Linked DNA regions of Mus musculus: region 1 is linked to region 2. A link is a contact called in public Hi-C data. All regions are on one chromosome and are shown on one strand. The core of a region is the stretch at or near the end of the contact, and the rest is flanking DNA. Distances in the headings are between cores, read along the strand shown. Region 1 holds the start of Dgka (diacylglycerol kinase, alpha). Region 2 holds the start of Tspan31 (tetraspanin 31).

Region 1 (4,834 bases), core at 1,359-3,858, 1.7 Mb before region 2:
AAAGAGGAGAAGGAGATGAGAATATGGAACAGTGCCTCTGAAAATTAGTGAGGTGCATGACTTGAACTCTTTCAAGAGTGGTCTCTAAAGCTCTCCACGGACCTGCTCAGTGAGGGGAAATACTAGTGTGACCTGTTTACTCTTTAATCTCTGGACACTCCCCATCACTGTACCCCTCAGACATCCTGCCCCCATCTCTGCAGGTTGGCAGGAAGTGAAACTCAATTGTCTGTTCAGTAGACTGGCCCTGGACCCAGCCCTGGGCCCCGGATGTATAACCCCACCCAGAGGAAGAAGAGGCTGGGAAAACAGGCTTGTTTTTTCCTTTCCCTTTGTTCACTGTGGTTTCTTTCTTTCTGACTTGTATGATGTGGTTGATTAAAGAGATGAGCACCTGGAACTATAGACATCAAACACCTCTTCCGTAGATGGTTCTTTGCTTTTCTTCCACCACCCCCACCAACAACTGACCTGAGAATATGGCGAAACACAGATCCAAAATAAGGTACAAAGATGTTACAGTAACTCTGAGCTCCTGCCAGGCAGTGGCACACCCTTTAATCCCAGCACTTGGGAGGCAGAGGCAGGCGGATTTCTGAGTTCGAGTTCGAGGCCCACCTGGTCTACAGAGTAAGTTCCAGGACAGCCAGGGCGACACATCGAAATCCTGTCTTGAAAAACCGAAATAAAATAAAAGTCTGAGTTTCTCTTCATATTCCTTATTGGAAAAATCATATTCCAACCTATGGCTTGTTTAATGTAGGAGAGTCTTTGACTTTATGCAAGAACTGATTCGAAGAGTAGTTTGGGACACAAGTGTTATTTAAACAGAATCTTTGTTTACGGTGATCAAGAGCTAGGAAGCTTTACAGACATCTAGGCACTTGCTTCAGTTTGTGTTTTTGCTTATCCTACAGAAAGAACTAAGAACAAGATCAGGTATAAAGAGACCTTCAAAAGTGTCTGTTGATAGCAGGAGTGGCACACACCAATAAACCCGGTAAACCCAGCTCTTGAGAGGTTGAACCAGGATGGCAATTTCACTGCCAGCCTAGGCTATGTACATACTAAAATCTTGTCTCAGGAAAAAAATCGTTTGTTGGACTGTGAGTAAGGAGGCGATGTAGGAAGGGGAGATAGACTTTGCTAACGGTGACGCATATACTGTTAAGAAGAAGGGTGTGGGGTAGCGGTATAGATCCGTGGTGCAGCACCGGAGAAGCACGTTCCAGGCACTGAAGCTCATCTGCAGCATGGTGGTGACAGTGATGGAGGAGGAAGAGGAAAAATGAAAACAAAAACAAAGCAGTGAAGGGTCAGGATGCAAGCAAACCAGAACAAACCTGAAAAGGACAGCAGAACAGAGACAGGTCACTCTCCGACTCCCGATCTGAATCTAAAGTTTAAATAACAACAGCAGCAGCAAACCCCACTACTCTAGAGAGTTGCTTCAACAGCTTTGTCTCCAAATACTTGAAGACTACTTACTTCTGTTTCCACTAGAGGGCCTTTTGTTTCTTTCGGTTTTTTTTTTTTCTTTTCTTTTCCTTTCTCTTCTTTTTTTTTCTTCTCTCTCTCTCTCTGACCCTCACTGGACCCGAATATATACACACATTTCCAACAAGCAGTCTGCTCTCCCACTCCTTTCTATTCCCAGCTGTAAGAGGATACAATTCCAAGAACACAAGGCTTTGTTGTGCTGCTCCTACTTCAGAGAAGGGTAGGAGGGAGTTAGTCGTGGGTTTGGGGCGGGGCGGGGGATGCAGGATGCCTGGGTCCCCAGTCCCTACCAGTAAATCCCCACTCATTGGTCTCCTTTCCGTTCAGCCTCACACCAACCATGCTGCTTCAAGAGTCCTGACAGCTCCAATAACAGGTAGGAGGAACTGAAAGGCTCTGCCTTCAGACTCTACCTTTGCCCAACGACTTCTGTGCCATCTGCCAAGGCCAGAGGGTAAAGTGCTAGGGTTGGGTATGAAGAAAAGGTGAACACAGTCAAACGTTGTTTTATGCACCTAAATCTCCACCCTAGTCTTAAGGAAAGGATATGGATTTTGAGAGAAAAGGCTGTGCATAGACAAGTCCGAGGCGGAGCTGAGGAACTCGGAGGAGAGGTGGGCAATTATCTCAGGCAGGGTCAAGCAATGTGAAGCCATGTGGAGAAGGAAATGCACCTAGGTCTAGGGTTGTGTGTGAATTGTGGAACTCTGGCCTTGCCTCTCTGGGTTCTCCTGAATGTGGAATCATTGACTTGGGCAGGCGCGTCCAAAGTGATGATTTGGAGATTGGAGGGCCGGCCAATTGCTGACCAGTCGCTGGGTGGTTCCAATCAGCACCCTGACCCCTACCTTGGCTTTCCTGGGAAGGGATGATGGGAGAGGCTTTGACTAATTAGAAAAGAAAGATAGAAGTAGAGCTGCCCCAGGCATGGGAAGACAGAAGCGTAGGAGTGGAGAAAGTGGCACAAACCAGAGCCCTGGAGATACTCTGAAGGCCCGGAGCAGATTGTGTTGGAAAGCTGGCAACAGCGGTGGGCTTGGGCGCGGCAGGAGGGCAGGCTGGGTCGGGGGCGGGCAGTGTGTCGTCAGGAGCTGGGCGGCCCCGCAGCGGCCGCGTCTTCCTAACCCGTCCCCTCCTGTCCAGCTCGGGCTCCGGCGCCCCTGCTCTGACCGTGCGCTCTCTTGGGTCAAGGTAGAGCCCCCGCGAGCCCCGTGCCACTCGCACACTCTCGCACCCGGCCAAAAGGGCAGCGGAAGGGGCCGCCCCACCGACTGGGTGAGGGCTGCGGCGTCCAGAGAAGGAAGCGTTGACAGCTGGAAGCTGCTGCTGGAAGGGTTTGCGCTGGGACTCCGGGACTGCCGTAGCGCTGCGCAAGACGCAAGACCGGGGTAAGCTGCGTTTCCCCCAGACCTTTCCTCCACCCTTATCCCTCTTGCTCACTCGGAGAGCTGGGAAGCTCAGCTCCTGGGAACTCGGAAGAAAGGTGCCTTTTGAAAACCCAAGGTGCCACACGGGTGAAGAAGGGTTCTTCTTTGGCCTCCGATCCTTTCCACACCTGTCACGGGGAGTTTTCTGGAAAAACTGGGTGGGAAGCCACTTTTCAGATTTAAATAAGAAATGAACCTGACTACCGAGGCAGAAAAGTAAATATTATTGGTCATCTCTACAGCCTCAAAAAATACAAGCCCACATCCCCCAACTATGCCAACATCGTAACTTCCTCCTGTACTAGTAGCTACGACACCCTCCGTACAGGAACATAGTGTGCCACCCCCTTATCCAGGCAACACAATTATCCCTGATGTTTATGGCGATTTAATGAATTCTGATGCTTCAAGACAAAAACAAAACAAAAAACAACCTCTCTGACTAGTAGCAGGGATGGGAAGGAAAGAACGGACCCTCAACCCTGGGAAAAAGGGATGCCTGATGTGGTTAGTCCAGCTCATTAGGCTTGGTTCTAAAGCTAGGAGTACCTGCTCTGTGAAGTCTCTTGCTGGGGCATCCTGAACGTCCTAGAAACACGCTAATTCTTGAGTAATGATGAATTTGAAAGCGGGTAATGAAGTGAAAGGAAACGTTAAGTGTTAGTGGAAACCTTATCTCTTTGATAGCTGCAATTTTAGTATTCAGTGTTTAAAGTTAGATCTGAAGAAGGAGAGGCGCCAAGATTTGGTGGACGTAATTTGAACAGGTTGTCTAAGAGTCTTGACTGGGATCCTAAGCCCAGAATGTTGTAGGATTCTTTCCCTCCCCTCCAAGTCAGTTTCTCTGGTCTCACCCTAAGTTGGTAGAGGTGAGGGAAACCCGGGGTGGGGTTGGGGGGAGGGGGAGCGTGAGTCACAAATAGCTGGGGGTAGGACTACAGACACCACCCTTCCAGCCCTGCATCTGTCTGGACTAGCCCAGGTTATAGCCTCAGGGTTGGGATGAAGCTAGAAGACTTTGGACTTGTTCCAGGTCTTTAAGATCCCAGGATCCTGTAGTTTGCTCTCGGTCAGGTCCAGGGGCAGCCAATTTATACTCTCTGACAGAAGTCAGGGCATCTGACTAGATCCCTAGAAACCCCTATGTCCAGGGTCCCAACCCACAGATGTTCCTAACTCTATAGTTTCCAGCCACCTCCTCATTTTCTCAGAGGCAAATTCACCATCTTGATGCTACTACATGTCTGTACCTGACATAAGTATTTGTATTTTAAGTGGAAGGTACATAGTTGAGCCTTGCTACGGATAGAAGTCACTAGAATTTGTGAGTTCTTGGCTTAAAAGTACCATTTATCCTAATATCCAAATGTGTTTCTTTTTCTCACTTTGTGGGTGTGTAGGGGGACAGGGTCTAACCAAAGTTTCCCATGCTGTCCTTAAACTTACTTTGTAGCCTAGGCAGGCCTTAAGCATCCCACCCCCTTATCCGAGTCTCCTGAGTAGCCGGAATTGTCTATATTACCACGCTTCACCAGACATAAGACTATTTTTGTGTGTCACCTTATATAATATTGGTTGATGTTTATTGAATTCTCATTCTGTATCACACATTTCACTATGCATAATTGCTATATAAACTTACTTAAAAACCCACTTTGTGACCGACTAGGTACCTGTTTATTGATAAGATTGGGCTAGTGTATATAGATCAGTAGCTATGCACTACTGAGGATAACCTGACATGCTTGAGATCTTAAGTCCCTGAGTTTGATTCCCAGCTTTAACATTTTTAATGTGGTTCAGTGAGTAAAAGGACTCATCCAAGAGCTGAGATTCCAGCTTGCACCTAATTCAAAGGTCCATTCTCAAGCAGGGTGTGGCTGCAGATGCCTGTAATCCCAGCTGTA
Region 2 (4,310 bases), core at 599-3,098:
GCTCTTAATCTTGGAGCTGACTCAAGAGTATCTTCTTGAGGGTGATTTAGGAAGGATAACTTTGAACTTTTTTTTTTTAATTTGGAGATAAAGGGGTTATGCTTGGATTTACTGGACTCCACAAAAATGGACTAAACAGGGGCTGGAGAGATGGCTCAGCAGTTAAGAGCACTGACTGCTCTTCCGAAGGTCCTGAGTTCAAATCCCAGCAACCACATGGTGGCTCACAACCACCCGTAATGAGATCTGACACTCTCTTCTGGTGTGTCTGAAGACAGCTACAGTGTACTTAATTATAATAATAAATAAATCTTTAAAAATGGACTAAACAGTAATAACTGAGCGTTGCTAGCTACTGGGTACTGATTCAAGCATCTTATATATCCTAACTCATTTAGTCCACATGACCATCTTGAATTTGTTAAAGAAGTATTGCTAGGTGTGTTGCATGGCCGTCTTTCCCTCTTTGACAGATGAAGAAGATATAGGGGATTTAAGTACCTGGCCGGTGCAGATGGTGAGCCAGAAAGTTCAAACCCATGCAGTTTGACTGCAGCACGGATAGACTGTTGGCAGTCACAGGGTGTGAGCACACGTGGGCTCGAATCACTGTGTGGAGCTGATGGGAGCATTCTCTGGCTTCATTCCTACCACAGCTGCTTCTTTGCCCAGGAGGAAGAGAAAGGTAGTGTCGTTTGTCACTCCACTAAAAGGGCACTGTATCCAAACGCTTATGCAATAACGTTATCGACCAGCCACCCACTGGAGTGAAAGTATTGAGCCTCCGGGCTGGAGAGATGATGGCTCAGTGATTAGGAGCACTGGCTGTTCTTCCAGAGGACCTGGGTTCAATTCCCAGCAACCACATGGCAGCTTACAACTGTTTGCAACTACATTTCCTGGGGTACACTACATTTCCTGGGATACGACATCCTCACACAGACATACATGCAGGCAAACCCGCCAATGCACATAAAATAAAAATAAAAATTTAAAAAGAGACAGTATGGAGGCTCTTATTTATTCATATTCCAGACTCGCCCCCACTTTGCGTCATGTGCCAAGCCTGATCCAGCACGTTTGTGTTCTAAAGATGTAGAGCACACCAGCGTCTGTGCCTGTGGTTTTGTCACGAACAGGAATGCGCCGGCCTCAAGTCACTGTTTCCACCTGAATTTCTGGCGTGTCCACACTGCAGGGAAAGGGATGCAGAACGGAACGTGAGTACTAGCAAACACAGTTAACAAATGCGTGAGGATTTGCCCGCTAATGCTACGCCCGACTTGGATCCTCTCTAGCTGGGCTTCATAGTGCATTTGGCTCCTCGTGCTGTTCCAGAGTATGACTGTTCCAGAGTATAACAGTGAAACGATGGCACCAACGTGAGATCATCGGGAAACACGGGAAATCGGCGGAAAAGGGTTACCTTTAGAGGTGCAGAGCCCCTTCCTCTCACCTCTACGAAACCCCTTTTTTCTGTTCACCTGAGTCTCCTGAGTATCTCCTCGGGTTCCTAGTCTCGAAATTCCGTACTCAGGAATCCAAGATTTTTTTTTTTTTTTTTTAGTTAGCTTCTGGTCTCTAAGACACTGTCTAGAAACCCTGGCCTCGGTTTCTTTCTTTCTTTCGCCTTCCTCTTCTTCTTCTTCTTTTTTTTTTTTTTTTAAGTTTCCTCCAATGAAGAAACTAAGGGCAAGACTGGGAGGCAGGCTGGTGACGTAATGCAGATTGATTGGCATTGAAGTCCTGGATGTCTTGGATTAGCCACGAGTTTCACCAATCCAGAAGCAGGGGTGGGACGGTGCAGGCGCAGAGAATTGGTTTGGGTGGCTTGGATTTAAAGCGATAGACGCGGTTGGGAGTCCTACAAGACGGTCCTCGATACCCTCCCCACAAGTCTTGGGACCATTTGGGTCCCCAGATCTGGGGAGATGGTTTGCGGCGGATTTGCCTGTTCCAGGAATGCGCTGTGCGCTCTCAACGTGGTTTATATGGTGAGGTTTTGGAAATGGATAAATCTCCGGGGCGGAAAGAATGGGGGAGTTTCTAGGGGACTTCCGGCGTGGAGAGGGGTGTACTGGGGGTTCTGGGAAGCTTCCCAGAAACTTCCGGCGAAGAGGGAATTCCTGGGTACTTCCGTGGAAGAGGATAGATAGACTTCCGGTGATGAGGGGGCTTGTTTGGTGGTGGGCAGGGGTGGATTGGAGACTGAGGGCCTATAGTTCCAGTCTTCACTTTCTGCTCCAGTTTCTTCCCAAACTAGAGTTACTAGACAACGCCAAGGCTTCCATTTGTGTGTTAGGTACCTACTTACCCTGCCCTACTCTCTCTCAGTCATTCCCAGTTGCTTGGGAAGTGCGCTTAGAGATGAACAGTACTGACTGCACACCTCAAGCGCTTAGCTTGTCAAGTCCACGTCCCCTTGTAATATAGCCTTGGGCTGTGCTGCATTGCTAGAAATCTTTGGCGATGACCGGGTCTCACTGTATAGCGAGCTAGCTAGCACAGACTAACCTGGAACTTCGCTGTGCTGCGGTTGCAGGTATGAGCCACCACATCAGGCTGAATAAAGTGTATTCTTTCTATTTCTTGCAGCTTGTGGGCTTTTTGCTCATTGGCGTGGCTGCCTGGGGCAAGGGCCTCGGTGTGGTGTCTAGCATTCACATCATTGGAGGAGTCATTGCTGTGGGAGTCTTCCTTCTCCTCATCGCGGTGGCAGGACTGGTGGGCGCCGCGAACCACCATCAAGTGCTGCTCTTCTTTGTATCCTGGCCTTAGTGATTGGGGCCTGAGCGGGCTTTTCCTGGGAAGGGGACCAGGGGACCTCAAACACGTCTCTTTGTTCTTACTCTGTAACCCACACAAGTTGACGGTTTTCCCCCAACTTGATAAAAAGTGCAGTTTGTGAACAGAGAAGGGCCTTGAACTCTGCCCCCTTGCCTGCCACATCGCAGTTAGAATTACAGTGGTGAGATTTTAAAGACAGAAACTGGGCCTATGCTATGTAGTCCTAGCTTGGAGCTCACACTAGGCTGGCTACCACACAGCTTTGTCTGTCTGTCTCCCTGAATGAGGTATTTTAAATGGAAAACAGGTCTTTTTGCCCTAACTTCTTCTCAGTATATGATCATCCTAGGTTTGGTCTTCATCTTCCAGTTTGGAATCTCTTGCTCATGTCTGGCTATTAACAGAAACACACAGGTAAGGGTAAGCCCTTTCATGTACTTGCTTGCTTTCTCCACTTTTATCTGACCCCTTCATCTCATCCTTGCTCAGACCCACTGCTTCCACAGATGTGTGCTCCCTGACACATATGGTTAATTCCCCAAGATGCAGAGAGACCCTGAGACACCTCACATTACCAATGATCACGCTGCGGTCTCTGTGGGGTTTTCCTTGCTAAAGCAGGGAAATGGAGACTCCTGAACCGAAGGGTATGTGAGGAGACTAATGTCTAATAATGTTCTAACGAATGTTAATGCCTGTGTGCTCTCTAGGCAGATGTCATCAATGCTTCGTGGTCGGTCTTGAGCAACAGTACCCGGCATGAACTGGAGAGAAGTTTTGACTGCTGTGGCTTGTTCAACCTTACAACCCTGCGCCTACAAGATGATACTTCCTGTAGTGCGGTAAGATGAAGGATTAGTCATTCCTGGGACATTCACTACAGCTTTTTGGACAGGGCAGGTGAGCAACTTTGAATTCTCTATATATGTCTGTTACCAGGTGTGCAAAACTAAGAGCTCTACATGCCAGATGTGTGGGGAGAGGTTCCTTAAACATTCAGACAAAGCCCTCAAGATCCTAGGAGGTGTTGGGCTCTTCTTTAGTTTCACAGAGGTAATGACTCCTCATGTACACACTCAAGCCTTCAACCCCATGGTCCAGAAATAACCTTTCTCTCTTCCTCTCCCGTAGATCCTTGGTGTTTGGCTAGCAATGAGATTCCGGAATCAAAAGGACCCTCGAGCCAACCCCAGTGCCTTCCTATGAGACTTTTGACCTCCCAGATAGCATCTCTGCAGCCTAGGCTGTTTCTAGCTAGCTCTGTATCCAAGGAAGACCTTGAATTCCAGACCCTCCTGCCTCAGCCTCCTGCTGGCATCACCACACTCAGCCAGCCCCTGGATCCTTCTGACTTGGCTTTGCCATTTTTTTGTTTTTTGAGACAGGGTTTCTCTGTATGGCCCTGGCTGTCCTGGAACTGTGTAAACTAGGCTGGCCTCAAACTCAGAAATCCACCTGCCTCTGCCTCCCAAGTGCTGGGATTAAAGGCGTACACCACCACTGCCTGGCCTTGCCATCTTTAC

Evidence for each region. Hi-C and Micro-C count contacts between places; a contact is called where the count stands out from the background.
Region 1: a Hi-C map of B cells shows a contact between it and region 2, with 13 read pairs. The contact joins the promoter of Dgka here to the promoter of Tspan31 in region 2. A contact is called at or near these places in 4 of 39 promoter capture datasets (the C10 cell line, cranial neural crest, embryonic stem cells and 1 more), 2 of 484 Hi-C or Micro-C datasets (B cells and Th1 cells), 9 of 115 datasets of contacts at active chromatin or transcription factors (T-cell acute lymphoblastic leukemia, bone marrow-derived macrophages, differentiating embryonic stem cells and 6 more) and 3 of 9 other capture datasets (adipose tissue, liver and macrophages).

What each region holds. Positions count from the first base shown.
Region 1 is chr10:128,741,850-128,746,683 of GRCm38.p6, reverse strand. It overlaps Dgka (diacylglycerol kinase, alpha), which reads left to right and starts at 2,608. Exons shown (of 24, transcript NM_016811.3): 1 at 2,608-2,888. Gm31504 (predicted gene, 31504) reads right to left here and starts at 1,737. Exons shown (of 2, transcript NR_168573.1): 1 at 1,489-1,737; 2 at 802-1,343.
Region 2 is chr10:127,067,799-127,072,108 of GRCm38.p6, reverse strand. It overlaps Tspan31 (tetraspanin 31), which reads left to right and starts at 1,848. Exons shown (of 6, transcript NM_025982.4): 1 at 1,848-1,994; 2 at 2,596-2,763; 3 at 3,121-3,201; 4 at 3,498-3,629; 5 at 3,727-3,840; 6 at 3,919-4,310. The coding sequence starts at 1,932. The coding sequence ends at 3,993. It overlaps A730063M14Rik (RIKEN cDNA A730063M14 gene), which reads right to left and starts at 1,628. Exons shown (of 2, transcript NR_040660.1): 1 at 1,485-1,628; 2 at 1,008-1,192.